Regions from separate parts of the Mus musculus genome. Here all the other regions are linked to region 1. Evidence: chromatin contacts called from public promoter capture Hi-C data. All regions are on one chromosome and are shown on one strand. The core of a region is the stretch at or near the end of the contact, and the rest is flanking DNA. Distances in the headings are between cores, read along the strand shown.

Region 1 (4,404 bases), core at 1,364-3,863:
TCCTGCATGTCGGCCTCAAGGGCATTACGCTGAGTGGGGAAAGGTTAAAAAACATCAACACCCTGTGTGCTTTGTTTATCCAATATCCTTCAAGTGACAAATCTGCAGGGGCAATGGGAAAACAGTTATTTCTAGAGATTAGGGGTGGCAGGGAGGAGAGAGAAGCCATGACTCCTAGAGGTCACAAGGTCACGATTAGGTTTATGTAGTGATATGTAGTTTTCCATTTTTCTTATATTTTATTTATTTGTCTATTTATTTGTGTGTGAGAGAGAGGGTGTTCTGCCTGCTTGCAAGTCTACGCAGCACATGTGTACCTTTTGTCTGTGGAGACTGGATGAGGATATAAGACCCCCTGTAGCTGGAGTTACAGTTCACTGTGAGCTGCCGTGTGGGTGCTGGGAGTCAAACCCAGCTCCTCTGTGAGGGTGGCAAACCGTCTTACCCACTGAGCCATCTCTCCAGCCCCTGGATTTACATCTTTATAGTGGCCGAGTGCGTCTCCTAAAGGCTCTGCAAGTGATGAAAGGCGACAGACGTGCACACGTTCCATTCCACCAGAATCTGTCTCCTGGCTGTCATACTGTGTCATGGTTCATGAGACACAGCTACAGGAAAGAACTGTGTGTGGCAGAGCACACAGGCTTCACTGTGCCGGGTCAAATCCATGGCCAGTTCAAATTGCTGTTAGGTTAAAGGTAAGTTTAAGACTTACAGAGCCGCTGGCTGTGGCGACAAACACCTTTAATCAGAGCACTCAGGGAGCAGGGGCAGCATATCTCTGTAACACTGAGGCCAGTCTACACAAACTGTTCCAGGCTAGCCAAGGCTACAGAGTTAGACTCGGTCACAAAGAAGGGGGGAGGGAGGAAGAAGAAAAGAAGGGAAGAAAGAGAAAAATGAACCACAGAGTAAAATCTTATTTAAAAGCCATTTTTAAAGTCCATTAAGAAACTGGCTGAGTTTCACCTCCTCGCGGTACATTCTCTATGCTTGCCCTTGCCTAATCCTCGCTAGTTCCGATGTCTCCACCTATGCACCTATTCTGATCCTGAGCAGCTAGTCAATTTTGTCAAGTATTAGGTATTAGTGGGAAACAGTAAACATGGCTTTATCTTAAGTTTGGAGCTCTTGAGCACATCTGTAATCCCAGCACTCCTGAGACAGGGACAGAGAATCAAGAATTCAAGGCAAGTTCGAGCTACACACACACACACACACACACACACACACACACACACACACACACACATTAATAGTAAATGTTACAGTGCTGGCTGCTGATGCAGCTGCATTGGTCGAGTGCTTGTCTAGCATAAAGGCCTGGCAGTCTGACCCCCCAGTACCATAGAAACAGGTTATGATGGCTTACCCCTGCTATTCCAGTACCCAGGAGATAGAGACAGAGGATCAAAGATTGAGTGTCAGCCTCAGTTCCATATTGAGTTCAAAACCAGCCTCGGATATATGAGACACTATCTTGAAAAAAACCCTTGAAAAATTAATCATTAGGGCTGGAAAGACGGCTCTGCTGGGAAGGCACTGGCCATGCAGCTCACAGGAACTCATCAGGCAGAGCAACAACAGAACAAACGCAGCACGCGCCTGCAGTCCTAGTATGGGGACGCAGACACGGGGCTTCTCAATCCACTACCAAATCTGTGAGCTCCAGGTTCACTGAAAGCCCGGATCAAAAACTAAGGTGGAGAGTGAGGGGTAGGAAGACACTCAAGTTGAACACACACACAAGCACACACACACACACACACACTTGTGAGAAACAAACAAATAAATAAATAAAACATTAATGGGAAACAAACAGTATACAAAGTCTTGTGATTTCACTTCTGCTCTGTGTGTGTGTGTGTGTGTGTGTGTGTGTGTGTGTGTGTGTGTTGTGGGTATAAAGCCAAAATGTAAATCAAAATAGTGGCTTTCTCCAAGCAATCATTTTGAATAATTAGCGTTCCTTCTTTTATGCTTCTATGACTTGGGAAACTTCAGACAGACCAATATTTAACGTGGTAAAAAGAAAGCAGGACCACAATTCCCAAGAACGGAATTTGGTTCTTGTCACAGTTAGATAAGAGGCAGGGAACATAAACAACGTCTGCGAGCCAGCAGACTCTGAAAGGTCGGGAGTAGTGGAAGGACAGCCAGACTTGAGCAGGAAATGTGGTTAACAGTGGAAAGTCGGACTTAACTCCTGCCTGCGGGCCTCATTGCAGATTACAATAGATAGAAAACCTGAAGCTCTCAAAAGAAATAAACATTCAAAGCTGTGACTCCAACAGCCCCCGTCTCTGAACGGGGATGTTTCAAACACACCGTGGAGAGGCAGCAAAGAACACACAACATTAAAAGCCTGTGCTGCTGGAGGGCAATCATTCCAGGGCAGGGCTATCAGCACTGCCAGATGAGCCTGACACAGGTCCACCTTAAGATCGCATCTCCCCAGCTGCGCTTCATGTGCCACTGCAGTGGCTCACAGGGAAAGCCTGGGGCTGCAGATAATGGGACTTGGCCCGAGTACTCCTGGAGCATGCCTTTTCTTGTCGATCTGGGAAAGGCAAGGCTGAACTGCACAGCCTGACCCTGAACAGACCCTTGGCATTCCCCTGCATGCCGACTAGACAGAGAGACGGTTTTTGCCTTCTTTACACTGAAAACCATTCTGTGCCGCGCACATCTGGCCCTTTCGCGGAGACTTCAACACTGCAAAGGCGCTAGACTTCTACCTTGGAGGAAACTGTCGGTTGTTGAGGTTGTTGATATTCAACAGAAGTCACAGTTGCGGCAGGAGCAGAACCTCAGACACAGCCGGAAAAGAAAATGCCAAAGGAGGACTCTAGAGCGTATTCTGGGACGAGGCTTTCAGAATAAAGAAGTGTTGCTGACACAAACCACCAAGCTGCCCACTGACCAGTAGATCTAAGAGAACGTGTCTACCAAGTGCTACAGACAGGAGGATGGCGCTGTGGCTTCCAGGAGGGCAGCTCACCCTGCTGCTACTGCTCTGGGTCCAGCAGACACCCGCGGGGAGCACTGAGGTAGGGGCTATCGAAAAGTTGGTCTCTCATGATCAACGATGCACCAACAGGCTATTCACCTGGGGGCCACCTAATTGCTAAGAACTTAGCCACTGGCAATCTAAGAATAAACAATGTTAGTAAAGAGTGACAGGGAAAATTGCTATAAAAATTAAAAATTTTTAAGTCATAAATCTGGCATAATTGATGTGAGTGCCATTGAGTTATTTTCCCGATTCTTTTAAGTATTAAAGCAATGATTCCACCGGGGCAATAATGTAGACTAACCTGTTTAACTCAAAACCGCTTTATACAGATAGCACACATTTGGAGTATCCTAATTTTAAATATCTATAAACTAAAAATAAGCTAATGATAATGGGTGACACAGGAAACATTTGAGATCTGGAGACATGTTAAAAATGTGTCAGAGTTCATTTTGATATTTGACAGAATGTGATTCTTGGCTTGGATTAATGGAAGCTTGTTTTAAAATCTGGTGCACTGGTTCACATCATCCAATCAGTCTGTAAAATTGACTCTAGATTGTATGTAACTAGACAGCATGACATCATAAATCACACGGTTAAAATACCAAACCGTGTGTTCTCTAGCTCCGCCCCCAACAACGCTGGCCTTGGGCAGAATCTTGCCTTTTGGTGAGTGCTGCTCATGAGAAAAGCATCGTTGTTTTGCCCAGAAATGGTTGAGTGTAGGTGATGCTGATACAGTTCTCACTAACGAGCTGACCGAAGCCAGGGAGCCTCCTTTCGGCACCCTCTAGACAACATTCAACTGTTTCCCCACCTCCAAGAGGGGTGTACTTTCCAGCCCCTCGCTCACCAAGAGGAGGTGCTCCCAGGCACGGCCCCACTGCTCCCCTGAAACGCTGTTTCTCGAGCTTTGGAAGCGCAGCTGCATGCACGGGTTCTGCCCTGCTCTCCACCCTGGAGCCTGGCTAGTCTTATGTCTGTGGCATAAGTGCTTCTCCCCCAAGACAAGCTGTTACCTGAGAGGTCTCAGTCCTGCACTGCCAGTAGCTGGAGAGACAAGTCTGACAGGCTCTGGAATTTACTCTTAGTCCAACTTTCCACCAGATCCAGAGGTGTGTGTGCACCCGGGGGCTAATTGAGGAAGAAGGTGACACTTCAGCTTCCTTGTTTGCTTTAGGTTTTTTCCCCTCCTTTTTGTCCTAGAATCTAAGTCAGCAAGAAGGTTTTTATTTACAGAAGTCTCTCTTGGAAAACCTAACGCTAGATGTACGATAGGGTGGCTGGAAAGATGGCTTGGTGGTTAACGGGGCTTGATGCACAAGGGTGAGGACCTGAGTTCGGGTCCCCAGAATGCACATAAAACCCAGGAGTGGAGGAATGCA
Region 2 (4,404 bases), core at 778-3,277, 390 kb after region 1:
TACAATAAATACGATATAAATGAAAGAGGTAGCGGAAAGGAAGGAATTTGCTGTGCTTTGTGGATGTTGTCACAAGCGCAACACAAAGACAGGGCCCAGGCAACAAATGGCAGGCTTTGTTCTGGCTTAGGGTGGAGAGCCACACTAGAATGAAGTCCTTTGTGCCTCCAGTCTGCTCTGGGGATTATATAGGGGGAGGCTCCGGGAGCTGTTTCCCTGGCTGGAGACATTGTTCTGGAAACAGGCTGGGTTGCCATGGCTACAGCTCCCCGGGCCAGGCCCTGCCCATTTCCAGGCAGCCAGGCTGTTAGCCTGTCTGGTGCCTGCTGTTACCAGGTCACTCCCGGTTTCCAGGCCTCCCCACACCCAGCACTGCACGGGAATGCTGGGAAGTTCAAGTTTCCCAGATGGCCTTTGAGTCCGAAAATAAAGCCCTGCGCTTGCCAGGCCCGAGATTTTCTTGGAACAAAAGTCAGTAGATTGAAAGCTTGCTGAAGGCAGGGACCATCTTCTCATCAGCGTCACCAGGACCGTGTCTTCCACCCAGAGTAGGTTGTCACACAGTAGGCGCTTTAGAAATGCTGGCAAGCATTTGACACCATGATGGCGGCATAGAGTCAGGTTAAAAGAACGGATTTTGGAGCCAATATCTTTCTCTGACAGGTTTTATAGATCAGTAACACTACCTGATCCTTTCGAACTTTATTTTTCTCATCTCTAAAATGGGAACAGCAATGCCGTTCGCTCTCAGGGATGTACAGTGGCTAGGCTCATGTAAGATATGAAATGCATGGTACTGTGTGGGGCTTCTAATGATTTCTCCTGCTAATCTCTTTTGTGGGTTACTACATCGTCACATAAAAGTGCTGCTCTCCGTAAAGTCAGCCACCTCTTTGCCAAGCAACAACCATACAAACAAATAGGGTCCATACCGGCGCACTTGATACTGCCATTTCTATGTAAGGACTTAGTCAATACTTGTGCAATAAGCAACAGATAGAGAATGCCTGCCAGTAACAAGCGTCCCCTGCTTCAAAGGTCACACATAAATAATGCAAAGTAGGCTGGGTTCCAACCGTCTCTCCAGATGTCTAAGAGTAACAGAAGGAATGGCATGTCGACATTTCAGCCCTGGGTCTCCCAGTCTTCTCCCTCAACGTCTCAACACCCACAGACACACCAAAGGAACTCCCCTCCCCCATTCCCAGAGCAGACTGGCTTCTAAGACTCCAGGTGCTCCCTTGCTGACCCTGAAAGATTCCAACCATTTGGGGACATTCAAGAGGAGAGGTTCCACACTCCTCCTCCTCCTTTCCAAACGAGACTGACCTGGGCTTTGTCTAGGTTCTAGAACTCCTCAAAGTCCTGGGAGATTTTTAAGGTGGAGGGGTGGTAGCTGTCTGGGAATCCTCTGACCCCTGTGTGGCCTTAGGAAGTGCACACTGGACGACATCCGGTTCAACTGGGTGGCAGCTGCTCCTGGAGTCGCTCACCCTGGGGGCTGCTGGACAACCAGCTGGGGGAGGGGAGCCGGTCAAAGACTTAACCATCATTCCAGTGTCGTCTGAGATTGCTGTTGCTTTGAGTTGAGGTGTGTACAGCATGTGTGTATTTGGGGACACAGAAGGAGAGCACTTTGGCCCAACTGGGCACATGCATTGTCAACGCCTGGGGCAGAAGATGTTGTCATCCAATTGTTAGCCGGGTGTACCATAGGCATGGGGGGGTTGTGTGTTTTGTGCTTTGCAAAGATATGCAAACATAGGTGTTGGAAAATGGTGTGAACTGCATGCAGGGTGTGAAGTGCTCCTCTCAGTGTTTCAGACCCTCCTACCTCCCTCCCCGCCCCCACTCTCCAGCACAGGCAATAAACCAGGCCGCAAAGTCCTCCCCTCCCCCCAAGGCCTTGGCCAGCTCTCTGAAAACTGATATCCTGGGGCCCTTTTTCCCTCACCAGCTACAGTCAGAAGCAGCAGGAGGGAAAATGTGGACCGGATCTCAACAGAGAGTCCCGACTCTGAACTTTCTCTGCGATGATATGCAACCGATCCGGCACCAGGCCTGGTATTTCATCTGACTTTGCCACCCCAGGAACTGGGTTTAGGTTCCAGCAAGTCCCCGTCCAGTTCAGGTCTGTCTGTAAAATCCATGCTAGATTTTCCATTTCACCCTAGTGAAGTCTCAGCCTGTGGCTGTTGTTCTCAATCCAGCTCAGAAACTGGCTCAAACCGCCCTGAACTGGATTTGGTGGCTGTTGAGACACAGTTTCTGCCTCTTTGTTAGGGCGGAACCGCCCCATTCTCTACACCTCCCGCCCTCCCTCAATCCAGTGTCCTACAACAATCTCCCACCCACCCCACCCCCATTCCCTTTTTCTTAAAAAACAAAACAAACAACCCCCCCAAAACAAAACAAAACAAAAAAACTATGAAGTAGATTAAATTAAATTCTTTTTTTTTTAATGGATCTAGGTTGTAAGCCTTTTGGCTTTATGATATTAGTTATTTCTGAGTTGTTATCTTATCAGTTAACATGGTGCGCTTCAAATGATGCTCAGACAGGCCCAGAAACAACTACATTTCTCATCACTGACTTAAGGTTTTGGGTAGAGTTCATTGCTCATTTCCATTTCATTAACTGTAAGGTAAAAGAATTTGATAATTTTTATTACCATTCAGAGCTGGGGAACAGTATCTGTGCTCACTGCCTTCCGCAACTGTAGACGTGCCAGAGGAAGAACTGAAGGACGCAGATGGGTTTGTTTTTCCAGTTGTAACTTTACCCCTGGATCAGATGGTGTGAACTGTAAGATACAGGAGGCTGACTGGGGGTTGCCGGGTGAGGGAAGAGCAGGATTCTTCCCAGAATGTGGGTAGGGGCAAAGTGGGGATGTGACAGATTCAGGTCAAAACACTGCTGAGAGATTTGTGAATTTTAGCTATATCACACGCAGGCGTTTCTTATGTCTGGGATTAGACAGGCATGTAGCATGATGCTGAAGTGAAATTCCCCCAGGTTTGTCCACTTGAAAATGCCCAGTAGTCGTATGTTTATGCTATTATCTCAATAAAAAGATCGTCTCGATTTCTCTCATTCTTTTTTCTTTGACAAGAATTTCTTATTTCGAGTTTTTTTGAGAACTCCGGAAGAGACACTAGAAAAAGCAACCATGATCTGGGTGTGGCTCCATGTTGTGTCTGACGGCTCCCTCGTCGCCCTCTGCTGGCCAGTTCAGGTAGTGTGTGAAGCTGTCAGAAAGCTGCTGAGCAGTTTCTTGTCCAAACCCAAAATGCCTGGCCGCCTAGCTGAGGATGCTTCATTCTGCCTGTTTCATATGCATCTCTTCTTATTCCTATGCATGGCATTTGAAATGCTTCTATAATAGTTCATGGGATTAACTATAAATTAATTAGTTAAAGTTTAGCCCTAAATCCGGAGTCAAGGGCTGGGAACAGCCTTTTTTCTCCTGTGTTAAGAACCAGAGTCGCGAAGGTGGTGAGTGGCAGCAACCCTCAGGAGGTGGGTGTGTTGATCAGGAGTTCAAGGTTATGTAAGCAGTTTGAGGCCGGTCTGAGGTACATGAAACCCTGCATTTTGCAAAACAAAACCCAAAGTTGTTTATTTAAGTAATTTCAGTGGAGCATAAAGTTCTGGGAAAAGGCCAATTGTAGCAGGCAACCTAGAGAAGCTATTTATTTATAAGAAAGGGAAGGTTGACACTTGCTCCCTTCCTGCTCCCTTCCTCTCTCTCTGCCGGATAGAGTCTGCTGTAGGTACCTTTGGTTTCCCGGAATCCTGAAAATGGGTATGAGATAAATGTGAATGCATCCATTGAATTTGGTCCTCTGAGATTCAGGAGTGCTAAGTAATTATTGTAGGAAGGCACAAAATATCTATATAGAACTTTCCAGAATGTGAAACCTTAGAGGGGATTCTAGAAAGGTAGAAATTAAGGTATGGCCTCTGGCCTTCTGATGGTCCAGTGGGCTCTTTAGGCCACCCTCATTATCTGCTCTATAAGCTGGCGATCCACAGGCGCCCTGGCATCTCATCCTCTCTGGTTTCAGGCCTTTCCTCCCTGGGCCTGGCGGAACACTTGGCCTCCTTCCTCCTCCCAGTCTACTTGGTTACAGTACACTGCAGTGGTGTGCACGCGTGCGCCCTCACATGGTGTGCTTGTTCTATAGGTTCCCTGTCTCCTCCTTTAAGCTTTATATTCCCCTTAAGCCATGTCCTTCTGATCAAAATTGAACAACTGGCTTGTGACACCGTACCTGCTAAAAAGCAAGGAATAAATATGTGTTGAACAGATGGATCAAATTCAAATACATTCTCTTGGCCCAGGCCTATCACTTCCTGGAGTCTTCTTTTCCTATCACGTGGCTTTTTGGACACTTGACCTTC
Region 3 (4,404 bases), core at 692-3,191, 340 kb after region 1:
ACAATTCATTAATTTTAGTAAACTTAAAATTACATTTACCTTCTAAGAAATACAGCAAAACTGTCCCATCAATATTGAAATTGCATGTTATGTAATTTTCTAGTGCCTCTTATGATGCTCAATATTAACGCATGACACAATTACCCATGCATTCAAACAAAAATGTTAAGCTTAAATACATAAACTCAAATACTAGGAGTACAAAATGGGGTGAGGGGAAACCACCTCAGAAGCATCAAAGTCTCAAAAAGGCAGAACTGCCTTCATTCCTGGTACAAGACAGCAGAGGCTCAAGATTCCCATTACATCAACTTTAGACCTGCTAGCTACAGGAGGAGAAGACTTCCTTCCCCGTCCTTCCATTCCAGGGCATATGTCACAGCATTTAAAAAAAAAAAAAAAAAAAAAAAAAAAAAAAAAAAAACAGCCCAAAATGTTCCTTTCAATTATATCCTATTATTTCTAAGAGTATTTGTTTCGGGTAATAGAGATAGCCCAAACCAATCGACATTATAACAGCACTTAATTTGACAACAGACTGATTTAAACTTGGGTTACATAAGCAACCAAAAAAGCAACTATACATATGAATGACAGATGTTTATGAAAACACAAGTTTTTAGACTAGTAAGAAACAACGGGTAGAATAAGAAAATTATATTAAATTATACGTATACTGACCCAATGTGCTACATACAACTGACCTAATTGTGCTACATACAACTGAAATTTAGTGGCATCACAACTTTAATCAGTAGCACACCCATAGTTATTTTAAGAAACTAAAACCAGGACATATACACCTAAAACATATTTAAAGTGTACATTATACACATATACTACAGTGCACATATTTTTTTCAAAAACTCAAAATGTTTAATTGATTCCCTTAAATAAGGACCTCAATAGAACTTGTAATATTTGTAAAATTCTTCATCAAAAAATGATATAATAGCTTATACGTCATCCCAAAATAATGAGAAATCGTGTTCACTAATTTTCTTTAACATTTCTCTAACTGAAGAAACAGTAAAACTAAAAACATGAAAGACTCAAGTGTTTGGATTAAAACTTCATTGACTTTGGATGAAATGTTCCTTTTTAAAAAAAAAAATAATAAAGATGTAATACCTGAGAAAATTGAGATTTCAACTTAACTTGTACATCCTTTTCTTGTCCTCTCAAACAAATCAAAAATAAAAGTTTCTATTTTGTAAACATTGCACATCCAAAAGCGAACCGGTAAAAACAGGGTTAAAAATGTATTTACAAAAGTGCAGCTGAAGTAAATGCACTTCCCCCGAGAGCACCACTAGGTGCCGATCTTATCTCCCTAAATGGAACGCGAATCCAGAAATACCTAACTAAACGCGAAATTATAATCGAGAACCACAAGAGGCAATTTGTACCAAAATATCAAGTCTGCACCGGTGAAACCGTGAGAGAAATAAAGGATTTTAAGGTGCGGGTAGGTGTAAGACACGAGAGAAACGTTTTCCTCGGAAAATGTGAAAAGAAGAAGCACGAGACGAAACCCCCTCGAGAATGAGAAAATTAAATCTAGAACCCAAATGGCGTCCAACAAGAACATTAGCTCTTGAAAATGAATATTGCGCCTGCGCAGCCACCGCCCGGCCAGCTGCTCAACTGCAGCTAGAGCCCGACCCCACGCGATCACGTGCTCCCATGCAGCGCCCGCCCGCAGCTTCGCAACCGCGCAGGCGCACACTCAACTCCCGCAGCCGCCATAATGCGGTCTTGACTCTTCCGAAATACAATAGTCATTTCTCCGACAGTGGTTAGAACAGCCCCTGGCACTCGCGTATACCTTCGGGGGCGGGAGGTGAGAGCCTGGGACCCGAGTTCCTTCCTACGCAGCCGTCCCGTGCAGCCGTCCCGGACGCTGCCGTCTCAGCCGTGCGCTCCACTCGCCGCCACCGCAGATTCAAAAACAAACCCGCTTCTCCCCAGCACGCGCCGGGGCCGTTATGCAAATAGATGGGGGCGGAGCTTCGTGGGCACACTATGTACTCCACCCACTGAGCGATCGGCCAATGAACGTGCGCGATGCCTATTCTCCATGCAAATCTCCTGGTTTTTTATTTGAATGAGGGATTTTTGGCCACGCCTCCTGCCTTGAAATTGTAGCCCGTCTGCGGTGGTGGCGCTGCCGTCTTTTCGATCGCATCCGGAGGTGATTTTTTTTTTTTCCGGTTGGCTCTTTTCTTTTTTATCCTGGAGGTGATTGGGGTTTTTTTTGTTTTTTTTTTAATTTTTTTATTTTTTTTTTTGCATGGAGATTCCTCAGTGGCCACCCCTCCATGAGACTTGAGAAAAAAAAAAGTAGGTGTTTAAAAAGCGAAAAGATTTTTCCATAAGTCTAGAGAACCTAGAGTACGGTAATTTATTCGAAAAAAAAATTTTTTTTAATTTTTATCTTTTTGTTTTGTTTTGTTGATGAAGATTCGTGCAGTTTAACTCAGTCTAGCCATTGAACTTGCCACGTAGCCCACACTGGTCTGGAATTTGAAATCTATCGGCCTCAAACTCTGTCAAAGTGTTACAGGTATCACTTAAAGTTCACTAAGTTAATTGTGTTAATCATCAAGATGTGGAGATGAACATCTTTTGGGGGGATATCCTGTAAGAGAGCAAGCAGTACCAATCATGCCTTCACACCTCATAAATTCACGTGTCGCTTAAATAGAGACAGTAATCACTGTTCCGACAAATTGAGAGAAGCTAGAATGAAGAAAAGATTCTAAATATGTTTTGTAAATCAGTAAGAGCCAGAAAAATAATATTAGGTGGAATCCCTTAAACTTAATTTTCTCCCTTTAAGTATTTGTTCAATAGTAACTTAACCAATCAAAAAGTTAAGTAGCTGTCAGTGCTGAGGAAATCTACACTCCCATGGGCAGCTGTGGCTCAATTCCCAGAAGCACTCAGGGAGATGAGGCAGGTCTTGAGAGAACAAGGACAACCTGGGGCCACATGCTCCCAGATCATCTAGAGCTTGAGACTCTCTCTCCAAAGAAGCTCACAGCTTTCATTATTGTCCTGTACTTGACAATTCAACTAGGACATTAAACAGGCAAACCCAAGGAAATTGAAATTCAAGAAACAACTTCTGGGGTCATAAAATGTGATACAGTGTCCAGGCAAATCTAAGACTTGAAGGCCAGCCTGGTTTACAGATCTAGTTTCAGGATACCCAGGGCTATATAGAGAAACCCTGTTTCCAAAAAAGGGAAAAGGAAAAAGGTAAGTGTTTTTAATAGATGTATTTAAGATTCTAGATTGATTTTGAGTTGAAAGAGAGAATATCTAGAATAGACTTGACTTAATCTAACAAGAGGCCTTGAAAGGGGAAACACCCAGCTGAGTGTGGTGCCACCCACACTTGGGTGGCAGCAGTAAGTAAGCCTGTCTCTGTGAGGTTAAGCCAGCCTGGTCTACAGAGTGAGTTCTAAGACATCCTTGACTACACAGAGAAACCTTGACTCAAAAAAAATAAATAAATAAATAAAAGAAGGAAGGAAGGAAACAGAAGAGAAAGGAAAAGAAAGGTGGAAGAGGAAAGGAAGGAAAGAAAGAAGAAAAGGAAGAAAACATCAGCTCCATGTTCCTGCTCCAGCCCCAGAATTCCTGTGACAGACCTGGGCATGTTGATTAGAGGCAGATTGGTAGGACATTGTACTAAAGCCATGGAGTGTGGAGAACTCAGGGACCTGTTACGTAGAAACTAGAGAGACAAGAATGTTGAGAGCAGTGCAGACGACAGTGGCCCAGCTTGTGACGTTTCAGAGGGAAGCAAAGACTCTACCAGGCCATTTGTGTGAAGAATCTGTGGTTTAAAATGAGCTCGAGCTGAAGAACCAGCTGTGATAAACAAGAGACCAGAACTTTGTTCTTCCGGGACAGTGGCCGATGGACTGCCCCCACATCATTGAGGTGAAATCTTGTGGGAAGTGTTTCCTCAGGACCAACACACAAGAGATGTATGTCAGAGCTGGGCAAGGTTGTGCTGCCTCATGCTGTCACCCAGGTGAGCCTCCATGTCAGTCTTGGCGAATCAAACCTAAGTTCTCCAGAAGAGCAGCCAGTTCTGAACAACCAGGACAATGAGTGAACCATCTTTCCACCCACATGTGCCTACTCCTGCCTAGTGATGGATCATCTGAGACCATATCATGTGCACTAGCCTACCCTCTAGAACATCAAAATTCATGGTTTCCACAAGATCAGATGCCACTGGTAGAGCCCAAGCAGGTGCAAGCATCCCTGGCCCTGTAGATGCAGGCCAGCTGCAGGGGTGAAGGTCCCTCTAAGGCTGACTTTTGTGGGCCTCAGTGGTTCTCTGAGTGCAGGAGTGCCAGTGATGGTCCAGATGAGTGCAAAGAG

Evidence for each region. Promoter capture Hi-C pulls out the DNA fragments that hold promoters and counts their contacts.
Region 2: a promoter capture Hi-C map of fetal liver shows a contact between it and region 1, with 2.9 times the contacts expected there. The contact joins the enhancer-like site here to the promoter of Art4 in region 1. A contact is called at or near these places in 3 of 39 promoter capture datasets (the HPC-7 cell line, fetal liver and pre-B cells), 1 of 484 Hi-C or Micro-C datasets (erythroblasts), 3 of 115 datasets of contacts at active chromatin or transcription factors (double positive thymocytes, heart atrium and large pre-B cells) and 1 of 9 other capture datasets (liver).
Region 3: a contact with region 1 is called in a promoter capture Hi-C map of hematopoietic stem and progenitor cells. The contact joins the promoter of Atf7ip here to the promoter of Art4 in region 1. A contact is called at or near these places in 3 of 39 promoter capture datasets (the HPC-7 cell line, fetal liver and hematopoietic stem and progenitor cells) and 1 of 115 datasets of contacts at active chromatin or transcription factors (memory CD8 T cells).

What each region holds. Positions count from the first base shown.
Region 1 is chr6:136,855,809-136,860,212 of GRCm38.p6, reverse strand. It overlaps Art4 (ADP-ribosyltransferase 4), which reads left to right and starts at 2,613. Exons shown (of 3, transcript NM_026639.2): 1 at 2,613-3,050. The coding sequence starts at 2,970.
Region 2 is chr6:136,466,329-136,470,732 of GRCm38.p6, reverse strand. The region is part of intron 1 of Gm36897 (predicted gene, 36897); the gene reads right to left. Among named protein-coding and RNA genes, the nearest start is that of Gm36897, 4.9 kb to the right of the region's middle. Within about 2 kb of position 2,027, at least 387 of the 459 cell types and tissues checked have an H3K27ac peak or open chromatin away from gene starts, as enhancers often do. A contact at or near this core is called in the HPC-7 cell line, double positive thymocytes, erythroblasts and 4 more, where this site is marked.
Region 3 is chr6:136,516,388-136,520,791 of GRCm38.p6, reverse strand. It overlaps Atf7ip (activating transcription factor 7 interacting protein), which reads right to left and starts at 1,941. Exons shown (of 15, transcript NM_019426.2): 1 at 1,829-1,941. Gm44140 (a long non-coding RNA gene) reads left to right here and starts at 2,039. Exons shown (of 4, transcript XR_001785394.2): 1 at 2,039-2,194; 2 at 2,300-2,343.